Linked DNA regions of Sus scrofa: region 1 is linked to region 2. The links are chromatin contacts, called in public Hi-C maps. All regions are on one chromosome and are shown on one strand. The core of a region is the stretch at or near the end of the contact, and the rest is flanking DNA. Distances in the headings are between cores, read along the strand shown. Region 1 overlaps DCUN1D3 (DCN1-like protein 3). Region 2 holds the start of ERI2 (ERI1 exoribonuclease 2).

Region 1 (6,519 bases), core at 596-3,095, 43 kb before region 2:
CTGCATTTTAAGTAAGATAAATTGGATTAAATCTAAGTATTTGTGGGAAGAGTTACCATATGCTAAAATTTAAGTCCCAGGAGGAATAAAGGTATAAAAATTAAATCATTCAAAACTATATATATATATAAATGGATATTAAATTGCTCTCTGGTTATGTCAAGACTTTCTACCCATAAAAGCAAATAGAAAAAAATCATAACAAGAACAAACTTCTAAAACGTACTACCTTTAAAAACTAGGAACGTTTTTGCAATAATTGACAGGATACCTTAAAAAATAAGTATGGAAAAGAGAACAGAAACATGGGCAAAAGATATGGACAACTCACTAAAGAAAATTGGCCAAAAAGCTTCTGGAAAAAAGGATATTGAATCTTTCAACCTAAAGGGGATTCAAACAAACAGAAATTAAACCTATAATGAAACTTTTAACCTATCAAACTGACAAAGATATGAAACAAATTGATGCTAGCAAACACAAACTTTCCTGGAATTTAAAAAACTTTCAGTGGGAATTCCTGCTGTCACGCAGTGGGCTGATGATCCGACTTGTCTCTGGTGTTGCCAGTTTGATCCCCAGCCTGACACAGTGGGTTAAGGACCCGGTATCACCACAGCTGTGGCATAGGTCACAGATGTGACTGGGATTTGATCCCTGGCCTGGGAACTCCTAAATGGAGCAGGTGTGGATGAAAAAGCAAAAAAAATTAAATAAATTTTTAAAAAATCCCCCCCCCCAAAAATAAAACCTTCAGTGTTCATAGTCTTTAGACCAATCATTTCACTTCTAGGAATTTTTCCTCAAGAAATATTATCTGCCAAAGATGTGGCAAGGATATGACTGGCAGCATCATTTGGGAATAACTTCAGTGTTGACCACAGAGGACTGTTTTAGAAATTATGACACACATCAACACACTGGAATATTATGCAGCTATTAAAAACTGCTTTTGAATAATGGAAAGATTGTAAAATAGTGGCATTAGATGTAATTTTAACTTTTTTGGATTTTTCAGGTTTCTATTACTGGGTTTCCTTTATAATAGGGAAGGTATTACAAGGGGGGGAAGAAAAAAGGAAATGAAATTGAACATGGCTGAGTATCCTGAACAACCCAACCCCACTATGGGTGAGGAGGCCAGAGAAGTTGGGGAGTAGTACGTTCAAAGCCTAAACCAAGAGTTCTGTGAAAATCTTTCAAGTTGCTTTTTTCCCCTAAATGAAAAGCTGCTTCTCCAGCAGCTGCCTTGGCAGCTCTGCACTGGCTGTCTAGAAGGGTGTGGGAGGAAAAATGCACAAACGCACTTATGAATGGAATGTGTGTTTTGCAAGAGGCCAAGTTGGCAGCTTTGGCTTCCAAAAGACCGAGCATCAGCTGAAAGAACAGTGTGTGCAGACTGGGGCCTCAGAGACCTTATGGTCTGGGCCCATCTCTGCAGAGTTCTGGAGTGGGGGCCCATTGGGAAACTTCCAGCCCCACCCATTCAGGAAAAGAAATGGCTCTGACTAGTCCTAGGAGCAAAGGGAGTGCTTTTGGCACAGGGAGCCCTCATCTGCTCTATTATCCTGCAGTTAGAAGATGATCCTCAGTACAATGTAGGCTTTCCCTAATTTAATTCTTAAAACAACCTTGTTTAGTAAGTACTAATGTTGCCATTTTTACAATGAGGAAACTGAGGCTCAGAGAGGGAAAATAATTCATATCCAGATCACTATTTGGTCATTTTCCAAAAACTGAGTTTTTGAATAGTCATAATAATCCTTAAAAGTAGATATATCCCCACAGAGCTGTGTAAATGGACTTCAGGTTAAGTGACTTGCCCAGGAGCAGAGCTGAAGCACCAACCTAGGCAGACATTTATTTTGTCTCTCAGGACTGGAGTCTCATGAGGTAGACAGCAGCTAAGCTCCCACAGCTTTGGAACTCAGCTGCAGCAGGAAAGAAATCCTGCAACACGTTTGGTTTCAAGGTGTTCTCAGGACCTTGCAGCTGAGGTCAGCAGTATACCTGGGGAACTTGGCTCTTTACAAGGGAACTTCAAAAACTGTAGTATCTCAATTCCAAATCAAGCTCTTCAGTTTGGCCTCCTGGTTGCCAACTTTCATAGGGCCAGACTTTTTTTTTTTTTTTTTTGGTCTTTTTAGGGCCCCACCCACAGCACATGGAGGTTCCCAGGCTAGGGGCTGAGTCGGAGCTATAGCTGCCAGCTTATACCACAGCCAGAGCAATGCCAGATCTGAGCCACATCTGCCACCTACAAACCCACTGAGCAAGGCTAGGGATTGAACCTGCATCCTCATGAATACTAGTCAGATTTGTTTCCGCTGAGCCACAACGGGACCTCCCATAGGGCCAGATCTTAATAGAAGTTACATTTAAAAGGCTAAACACTGGGAATTCCTGTTGTGGATCAGTGGTAACAAGCCCAACTAGTATCCTGAGCTGCGGTGTAGGTGTAGGCCGCAGTTGTAGACTGGATTTGACGTGTAGCCTGGGAATTTCGATATGCTGCACATGCAGACCCCAAAAAAGCAGGAAAAAGAAAAAGAAAAAGTGAAACACTGCCTCAAATATCCAAATTTGCAAGTTACTTTTCAATAGAATGCTTTTTTCTAATTATAAAAGCAATATATGCTGATTTAAAAAAATACAGAAAAGCATTTGGTAAAATTCAATCTGCCAATCCCATTAGCTAGTGATAAATACTGTTCATATTTTGGCATATAAACTTCCAGATTTTGTTTCAAGCCCATGCATATCTTGGTATATTTTTTTTCTACAGAAATAGATTCACACTATACAGATATTCTGTAACTCTCCATGCTTTATACAACCTACAATATATTATGAATGCATAATCTCATCTTTATAACAATCCTAGTAAGATATGTACCATTACTATGTACCAAGCACAGAGATGTTAAATAACTTATTCAAGTTCCCACAACTAAAAAGTAGGAAAGCTGGGATTCAAGAGTCAGGGAGTCTGGATCTGGTCTTCTGCTGCTTCTTACAGATCTCTTTCACTAGAGATTTTATTTACACACGAACGCATTAATTTTAAAAATAATAACCACCTAGATTTACATTGTAATGACCCCATAATATCCCCTCTATACATGTTTTTGAGAAACTATCCTATTACTATAGGATAATTCTCTTGAAGTGGAATTGCGGGGTCCCAGCGTATAGAGCGATCTGTGAGGTTTTTTGTAATGATACGTACTGCATGCTGGACTAGTTCAGCTTTTCTGGAGTATAGCTAATATCTCTATCAGTTTCGGAACTGTGTGTACCTGTGCCCATGTCCTTTGCAATTTAGAATGTTGACAATTTGAGAGGTGATAAAAAGCAAAGGCTTTACTGAAAATGATACTTCCAGTTCTAAAGGGGAACTCTGATGTGATGGAGGCACCTATTGGTGAAACGTAACACTGCAGTCTCACTCTGAAGGGAAGGAAGTGTTCCTAAAAACTGAATTGAGGAGTTCCTGTTGTGGCTCAGTGGTTAACGAATCCCACTAGGAACCATGAGGTTTTGGGGTTTGATCCTTGGCCTTGCTCAGTGGATTAAGGATCTGGCGTTGCTGTGAGCTGTGGTGTAGGCCACAGATTCGGCTTGGATCTGATGTTGCTGTTCCATAGGCCGGCGGCTATAGTTCCGATTGGACCCCTAGCCAGGGCACCTCCATGTGCCACGGGTGCAGCCCTAGAAAAGACCAATAAATAAATAAATAATAAAAACTGAATTGAAAGGGGGCTTCCAGTGTTGGTGAAAAGCTAAGAGTCTTCAACTTTCCTCTCTGTTGGACCTGCCAGATTTTCAGTTAACTTATCTTTTTCCTTCAATTTTTTAACAGCCATCAATGAGGAAATAGTTTGCCTTATAGATATTTGCTTTACAGATACCACAGCTTTGACAAACTCCATAACGGCTGGGTTTTCTCCACAGAGAATTCGCTCCTCCTGGTCTCCTTACCTATACATACCATGTAATAGCAGTGCTACCGTGAAATGAACACCTGCTACAGTACCTGTGTATCAACCCACTGACACGAAGAAAATACAGACTGTTTCCTCCCCTCACCCTGTCTTAAGATGAAGAATGTTTGAATTTTAGGCATTTATTGAAAATTTATACATGCCACATAAATGCACTAGACTCCTTAGCTGGTACAGCTGATACAAAGTTTCCAAAAAAGCTGTCTACTATATAAAGGAGTCTGGCAGCCTCTGGAGTGCCAGCAGCCCGACCACATTCTCTGCCATTGCCCATGAGGGATAAGACATGGCACATGGTAAGTGGTAGGCAGACTCACAAACACATGTTTGGGGTGGAGCTTTCCTCTTCATCTTTTATTCCCATCAGTCCTAGGCCAGACAGTGATCCATGAGTGCTGCAACAGATGAGGAGTGAAGACAGTTTTTGTCTATAGAATTGAATGAATGGTTATAAACTCAGGGAGAGGGGAAAGGTTTTTTAGGGGTATGTATATATGCCAAGGGGCACGGGGCAGCTAGGTGGGCAGCTTATGGAAAGCTGCCTGCTGAAAATGGTTCAATGCAAAGAATGCTGACTAGTCTCAGATACCTAGAATCAAATCACAGCTGTCACTTAACAGATGTGAGGTAAATCTCAACTAAGGGTGAATGATCTCAAACTAAGCCTAAGTTTCCTCAACTATAAAGAAATATTAAATATTTCAATTATTATCTCACATGACTTTTGTAAAGACTATAAATAACAGCCAATAATTAACATATATGGAGCACTTACTGCATGTCAAGCAGTAAGCACTTTGTCTGTGCTCTCCTTTAATCCTCTGAACAGCTCACATACTGTAACCCAAGTACCGATGTAGACACAATTGTTATGTCTACTTTTCAAATAAAGAAACATGCTCATAGGCATTACACAGTTTTCTCGAGTCACACAATAATGGCAGTCTGTTATCAGAATCCTTTTAAACTGCTGTTAGAATTTTGTTGGTTTTACTTAAAATACTTTTGTAGCACCTACCATGGCACTGTTTGAAAAACTTTATGAAACATTAACTTATTTAATAATGTATGTTGTAAAAACACCTAGCACAGTGCTTAGAATTTAGGAGTCAGCAGTATATATCAGTTCCCTGTCACCCTGTAGTGAATATTCATGGAACTGGGTTACAGAGGGCTGAGGTGCTCTCCAAGGCAAAGTCGGCAGAAATGAGCAAAGAAAAGCAGGATCTGTCTCCACCTGATGTCTGAACTTAAGCTGACAAGCCTTTTAGGTATAGAGGACTGGAGCTTTGAGCACTGGAAAGCAGTTCTGGAACTGGAGACGATCAGAGTTCAAATAATAATCGTGTACTTACTAGCTGTGTGACCTTAGGTAAACTGCTTAATCTGAGCCTTTTTCTCCTCTTGTTAAAAGGAGATTCAACAACCTTAACCAAAACTGCATATAAACGCATTTAGCAGTACCTAAAGGATTTGACGAATTATAGCAATCATTAGTGTTTTTAATATTAATTTTAGCAGTATCCAGGGGTATAAGGATTAAGAACTGAGTTAGGCTCCCAACATGAGGAGACCCTTGCTACTCCTTCTTCCTGAGAGCACTCCTACCCTTTCCCAGGTATATCTGCTAACATCATGGGGACAGCTGCACAGAGGCCCAGAGAACTCAGTCACACAGCAAGCTTATAGTCTGGGGAAATACAAGCTCCAGCTGTTGGGTTTGATCGTCACAGCTACAGAAATGAGTACAACTTTTTTCAAAAAAAAAGGTGTAACATAAGGTTTTGTTACCAAAGGATTTGCTATTTCCCCGAGATTTCTACGGACAGGCAAATGTGCCTTAGGACTCTGCCTCTAAGCTCTCATCCCCCGAGATTATCCCAGCTACTTTTGGAAGAAAAAAGCTTTAGCTCTCTCTCAGCTTAGTTTACCTACACAATGGGGAACTACAAACTAAGTATTCTACCTGGTACACGAAGATGCCCCTATTTTACCCCTACTACCATACACTGGCTTTGAGAAGTTTTGTGCAGGCAAGTTTGTCGCTCAGAGTCCATGCTCTTAGCCAAAACATTTACTTTCTTTTTTCTTACTTTGGCAATTTTGGGTCACTTTTTAACTTCTTGCTATTAACCCATAAGCCTATTTAAAGTATTTTAGTTGAAGATTTTTTCCCCCAATGTAAACACCGAGTACTTATTTCTGTTTCTCAGAAATAATAATTCTCTCGAACTGCCCAGCAAGTAGCCCATTTTACTAGGGACCCCAATACATGTTCTAAGAATTTTATGACAGGAAATTAATTTCTGATCCAGGCTTCAAGGTTTGAGGCATTCATGCTTTGCCACCTGGGGCCTTGGGCCTGGGAAAGAATCCTAGAATGTCAGAATTTAAGGGACTTTTAGAAATAATACAATCCAATGATTTTCAATCCGTGTCTTTTTCAAAAAAGTCACTGCCTTCTTTCCTCCCTCAATAAACACATTAATTCATCTACCTACTCATTCATTTCAGA
Region 2 (6,325 bases), core at 3,355-5,854:
ATAGTATCACTAGGATGAAAATACTGGGGCTGAACCTTAAAAACAATGAGTCAGATGGGTAGAGGGTACATTGTACCTAAACAAGTAGTTTGGGGAGTTCCCCTTGTGGCTCAGCAGTAACGAATCCAACTAGTATCCACGAGGATGCAGCTTTGATCCCTGGCTTCGCTAGGTAGGTTAAGGATCTGGCATTGCTGTGAGCTGTTGTGGGTGTATGTCACAGAGGTGGCTCGGATCTGGAGTTGCTGTGGCTGTGGCATAGGCTAGCAGCTGCAGCTCCGACTCAACTCATAGCCTGTGAACTTTCATATGCCTTGGGTGTGGCCCTAAAAAGACAAAAAACAATCAAAACAAAACAAAACATGTAGTTTGGTTTGGCTGGAACTAAGATCGCATGTTACAGAGCAGCAGATATGAGAGGAGAGAGGAGTAGGAGCCATATCATAGAAAATCATGTGGTCTAAGCTAAGGAGTCAGACCTTAAGCCTCTCCTTAAAATGGCTTTGTACTTAGATCTAGTTATTAAAGTGATTCATGCTTATTTATAAAAAAAAAAGGGTCAGAGAATAGAGAAACAGACAAAAGACAATAAATAAGTGAAAATAAGTCACCTGTACTTGTACAACTCAGATAATTAGCACTTTCATTTTGGTCTGGAGGGCAGCAGAACAAGACTCCTGGAGTCATACTATCCAAGTTCAAATACCAAACTCCACCATCTTAAGTGCCTTAAGATGTTAAGAGATTAGGGACAAGTGCCTTGACCTTTCTAAGGCTAAGGTTTCTTCATTTACAGAATAATTATATTTCTACATCATAAGATTATTGGGAAGATGAATGAGGTACTGCAATTGCAATATACCGAGGGCCAATGGCTGACATACCATAGATACTTAATAAACACCAGATATTATTATTACTGCTGTTTTTCCCTGTGACTTTTTAAAGCTAAGGTTAGGCAATTACTATCCATTTCAGTTCTGAGCACTTTATATTATTATATCACTTAATTCTCACAAGTTTTATTAAGTAGGCATTATTATTATCCCCATTTTACAGATAAAGAAATGAAAGAATCGTTAAATGGCAGAAATAAGACTAGAATGCAAGCTCCAAAACCCAAACTCTTTTCATCTCTATATTATTCCACCCCAAAGGATTATATCATTGTTTTGTAACCAATTCCCCTTGCTAAAAAAAAAAGGTATAGATCTTTCCATATCTGTTAAATATAACAAACATCAATTTTTAGTAGTCCATTCTCTAAATTTACCTACGTAAAAACTTATTTATCTGAAAAAAAATTTCTATTGTTGACGTTGTTGTTGGGGTTTTTTTTTTTGGGGGGGGGAGGTTGGCCATACTGTGGCAAGTGAAGTTCCCAGGTCAGGGATCCACCTCAAGCCACAGTTGCAACTGAGCCACAGCAGTGACAATGCCGGATCTTTAAACCACTAAGCCACCAAGGAACTCCTCATATTGCTTTTTTTTTTAATTATAAAAAATATGATGAGTATCCTTATATACCCATTTTCTCAAAATAAATTCCAAATCAAAAAAACAATGTTTATCTTACATTCTGACAATATTGCTAACTCCTGAAAGAATTTAACGATTTATATTTGCCAAACAAAAATGTATGAGACTGATAATGCATCAAAGGAAGGAGTCTATATGGTGGTGAGTGATCATGGTTGCCACACATGGGATGTCAGAGCCTGAGATGGGGGAAACACCTCAGGACTAGGGGTAGGAACCCGTGACACACATGCAGGACAGTGGCTCAATGTGAGGTGTCAAAGCTTGAGCAGTAGAGGGCATCCATGCAGTGGGAACTGGAGAGCACCGAGGGTTGACATCAGATGTTAGAACTTAGTTAGGGTAAGAAGGGCATCAATGCTGAGGGACAATAGTGGTTAACATAATTCAGAGCCAAAGTAGGGTGAAATTGTTCATGTGAGAAGGATGAGGGTGGTAACTTTTCACAGTAGCAATGAAGGTATTCACACAGGAGGGAGACCTGGTATAAGATTCCAAGTGACAAGAGCCCAAGCAAAGTGAGGAGAACGTGAGGGTTTCAGGCAATGGCAGCAATGAGGGACTGATCAAATACACTGAAGATAATGCAAATCAGTTTTCACTTCAATATAAGGAAGTTATAAATATGCAAAGGGAGAAAACTATAATGAACCCCATGGAATTAAAGTAGAGATACTGATATGAATTCATGGTTTTTTGATATGTATGGATACAGAAAAATATTCAAATGTAAATATATGTATGTATTGGAGTATTGACATCCCAATAGCAATAAGCATATCTAGCACCCAGATCTTGAATTTCTAAATGTCATTCTCCACTAAAAAGAATAAAAGAGCCTGGGTAATCTTTTTGTGCCAGAAAAATAAAGAAATGCTCAAAGAATGATCAGGTCATGTCAAAGGGACACAGAAGCTAGCTTAATGGCCAAATATGGGATATTTTGAGCAGCAAATATCATAATAGATTATAATTCATTGAGTAAAATAGGTATCTACAAACTCATACTAATAAAAATAAATCAGGAGTTCCCTTGTGGGACAGCAGGTTAAGGATCAAGTGTTGTCCCTATAGCAGCTTGAGTCACTGCTATGGCATGGGTTCAATCCCTGGCACAGGAACTTCCACATGCTGTGGGCTGAGGCAAAAAAAAAATAAATAAACTGGAAGTTTAATGAGGAAGCATCTCCCACAAAATCACAGAGAAAAAGAATAACCTTTGAGAAGTTTAGCACATACTTCCTTAATCAAGTAATCAAGGTTAATATCACCAGTAAAGGGACAAAAAATTTGTATACAACCTGATAATATACAAGAGAACAGATTACTTCTGTGATGTTCCTAAGATGTATATAGCCAAATCAATATAATAAATAAGAAAAGAGACAAACCTAACTTGAGGGACATTTTACAAAATAACTGGTCCAAGATTCTTCAATAGTAAGGTTATGAATATGAAAGAAAAGACTGAACAAACAATTGTTTGGACTGAAGGAGACTTGTAGACTAAATGTAACATGTGATTCTAGACTAGATCTTATTGCTAAAAAGGACTTTTCTGGAACAACTGGAGAATCTTGGTGTCTGAGGATTAGATGGTAGTGATATATCCATGTTATTTCCTGATTTTGTTGCATTGAGGTAGTGTAGATTGTGGGAAAAACGTAAACACTAAAATAAGGGGAAGATGAGGCATTGTGTCCCTGCGGAGGACTGGGTTCCATCCTCTGCTGGTGGTAGTGGGTTAAAGGATCCCAGAGCTGCTTAGTCCGCAGCTGTGGCTCAGATTTAATCCCTGGTTCTGGAACTTCTATAAGCCACAAGTCCAGCCATAATTTAAAAAATTTTTTTTGTTTGTGTTTTAGGGCTGCAGGTGAGGGATATGGAAGTTCCCAGGCTAGGGGTCAAATCAGAACCACAGTTGCCAGCCACATCTGTGAGGTACACAGCAGCTCACCACAATGCCAGATCCTTTAACCCACTGAGCAAGGCCAGGGATGGAACCTGTGTCCCCATGGATCCTAGTCCATTCGTTAACCGCTGAGCCAAGACGGGAACTCCCACAAGTTTTTAAAAATGTTTTCACAGCATTAGTTCCCTTCTAATATACTGTATAACTTATTTATCATATCTATTATTTATCTTCTTTCTCCACCAGCAAGGTAGTGGAGATATTTATTTACTCACTGATGTACCTCAAGTGCCTAGGGCAGTGACCAGTACATGATAGACAAAAGAAATCTGATGACTGAAGGGATGGACCACATATATTTAGCTCTCAATAAATGACAGGGATGATCATCAGCCTTATTATTCCCCTGCTGGAACGTAAACTGCACAAGGGCAGGGAATTTTGTGCTTTTGTGCACTGAGATCTCCCCCGACCCTAGAACAATTCCTGGAACAGAAAAGACTTCAATAAATGTTCGTTGAATGAGCGTTCTTCGCGTGTGCCAGACACGACACCCGTTTTAAACTGCCAACGTCAGCGGGATGGTATTAGGATCTGGGAGCTCCAAACCGCCTCGGGCCGCCCCCTCGGGCTCCCCGTTGCTCACCTTGGCCTCGGGCTGCTGTCTCTCCTCAAGATCCCACCGGGCTCTCATCGCCTCAGCCGCCCCGACCAGCTGGTTCGCGACGCGCCTCCTCTTCTTGCCCCTCTTGGGGGCCCTCCCAGTCCTCTCCCTCTCTGGCTCCATGAAGCTGTGAAGAAAGATCGGTTAGAGCTGAGAAAACCCCGACGCCCCGCCAGTCCGGGCGGCTCCTGCGTGGGGAGCGGCACGGGCTGCGGCAGCCTCCAACCTTCCTCAGATCCTCTCAATTCAGTTTACAGAGCGCTCCCCGCCCGCCGCGCAAAGCGAGGGCGCCAACGGTCTTCCCGGTTTGGCGGCGCAGCGAACTCCGCGGCCCCCAAGCCAAACGGTTTTACTGAGGACGCCGGAGGCCGCGTTCGAAACGGTTCCACAACGCCGCGAACGGCGCCTCTGACCGTTGGAAAAGAGGGGGGTGGGGCTCTGCCTAGCGGCTTCCCCACCAAAAACCACTCCCCACCCCCCTGACCCCCGAAGCCGCTGAACAGCAGCCCTGCGGAGAGCGCACACCGCCGCAGTCGCCGCCTCAGCTTCAGCCAGAGCCGCCGCCTCAGCCGCGCGGGGCTTTTGAATGGACCGGAAGTGGGGGGCAGAGCGACTTCCGGCCGTTGGGCTGCGGCGAGTAGGGAGCTTCGGAAATGGCAACCAAGAAGCTAGCGAGGTATGCGAGGGGCTTCTGCGCGGCCTGGGGCGGGGGGTGTCGCTCCTGGTCCGGCACTGGCGTCCGCGCCAGGGTCCGCAGTGTCAGCCTCCATTCTCTGCAGGTCGGGCGTCTCCGACCTGCTCTCTTCCCGGCTCCGGGCCGAAAGGTTCCCTCCTCTCGAGCTTCAGGCCACCCTCTGCACGAGGGTGGAAGGACCAGGGCTCTCTGTGTGCCCTTGAGTCAGCGTTTGCTTGTTCTAGGCCTCGGGAAACGATTAAGAACGGCCCTCCGGTTCCAAGATCATAGGCAGCCCCACCACACCCGTCAAACTGTTCTCCCTGCCACTAACTAGTGATCTGTTTAGTTCATAATGTAGATCATTTAGGCTTTTTTACTGCTTCTTGGACATGGTGTTCACCTTTCCGTTTCATGGAAGCAGTGCAGTGCATTAGTGGATAGGCATTACACTGCTATCTGAAATAGTTTCAGAGTTGGATGATCTTGGGTTCACATTGGGCAAATTGCTGAATTTGTTTTCTTACCCTTTAAATATAGGTAGCAAAAGTGACTGCCTTATACAGTTGTTGAGGATGAAATGAGTTCACCACCTGTGTTCAGCGCCTACTCTGTAGTAACCAATCAATAGATGTCAGCTGTTCACCACTCAAAAAACTCCAACAGGAGCTGTCTGCCTAGTTAAACTCTGCCTACTCAGCAAAGTAGTTTGTCTCACAGCACTTAAGACCTTAGTAAGCTTGTAAGCAGCTAGGGTACAGGTTCCCTGGAGAAAGAACCAGGTATGGCTTTCTTGACCTAACAGAAGCCATTTTTGACCTGGCCACAGTGCTTGTTCTTAAACAGGTCTCAGTAATTGATGATCTTAAGGGAACAAAAGAATGCAGAAACAAATGACTATTATCAGGCAAGAGAAATAGCAATAGCAAAAATAATATGTCAGTTGTAAAGCCTCCTAGTTCTTTTTCAGTGGTAAAGATCAGCCCAAAGCCCTCAACCACCAGATCAACTGGAACCTAAGGGATGATGATTTTTTTCTGACCCTCTTGACTTTAATCATCTAAAGCTTAGATTCTCCACCATCTAAGCCTCTTTATGAATATGCATGTACCCTTAGTTTAAAACTTCCCCAGTTTTGCTATTTTGAGAAAGATCCCTAGTGCCCTTACTTGCTGCAAGTAATTCTTCCTGTTCCCACTCTTTACCTTGGTTTTGTCTTTTGGCTGAACACCCACCCAGTTTTCAGGTAACAAGTTCATCCCTTTCTGTGGACTTAGCATACAACTTTAAGGATCCTTTATCATATATTACCTTATGGCAGTTTGCCATGGATATCTAGTTTTTTTCGAGATATTTTAAGCTCCCAGAAGGCTGGACCTGCCCTGTCTTCTCACAGTGAGCTGTATACACAGTGAGGACTTGAAAAATGCAAAAACAGAAATAAATTGAGCTTTTCGATACATCTTTACAATCACTTGAGTATGACTCTAAAATAAGAGGAGCAAGGAGTTCACGTTCTGGTGCAGCAGAAACAAAT

Evidence for each region. Hi-C and Micro-C count contacts between places; a contact is called where the count stands out from the background.
Region 1: a Hi-C map of embryonic fibroblasts shows a contact between it and region 2, with 2.6 times the contacts expected there. A contact is called at or near these places in 9 of 47 Hi-C or Micro-C datasets (alveolar macrophages, brain, embryonic fibroblasts and 5 more) and 2 of 2 datasets of targeted methods (alveolar macrophages and skeletal muscle).

What each region holds. Positions count from the first base shown.
Region 1 is chr3:25,193,661-25,200,179 of Sscrofa11.1, forward strand. DCUN1D3 (DCN1-like protein 3) reads left to right here. Exons shown (of 4, transcript XM_021086516.1): 4 at 1-2,391. The region is part of intron 19 of REXO5 (putative RNA exonuclease NEF-sp); the gene reads right to left. Among named protein-coding and RNA genes, the nearest start is that of ERI2, 42 kb to the right of the region's middle.
Region 2 is chr3:25,234,294-25,240,618 of Sscrofa11.1, forward strand. ERI2 (ERI1 exoribonuclease 2) reads left to right here and starts at 4,605. Exons shown (of 10, transcript XR_002342391.1): 1 at 4,605-4,791. REXO5 (putative RNA exonuclease NEF-sp) reads right to left here and starts at 4,713. Exons shown (of 20, transcript XM_021086509.1): 1 at 4,641-4,713; 2 at 4,098-4,242. The coding sequence starts at 4,238.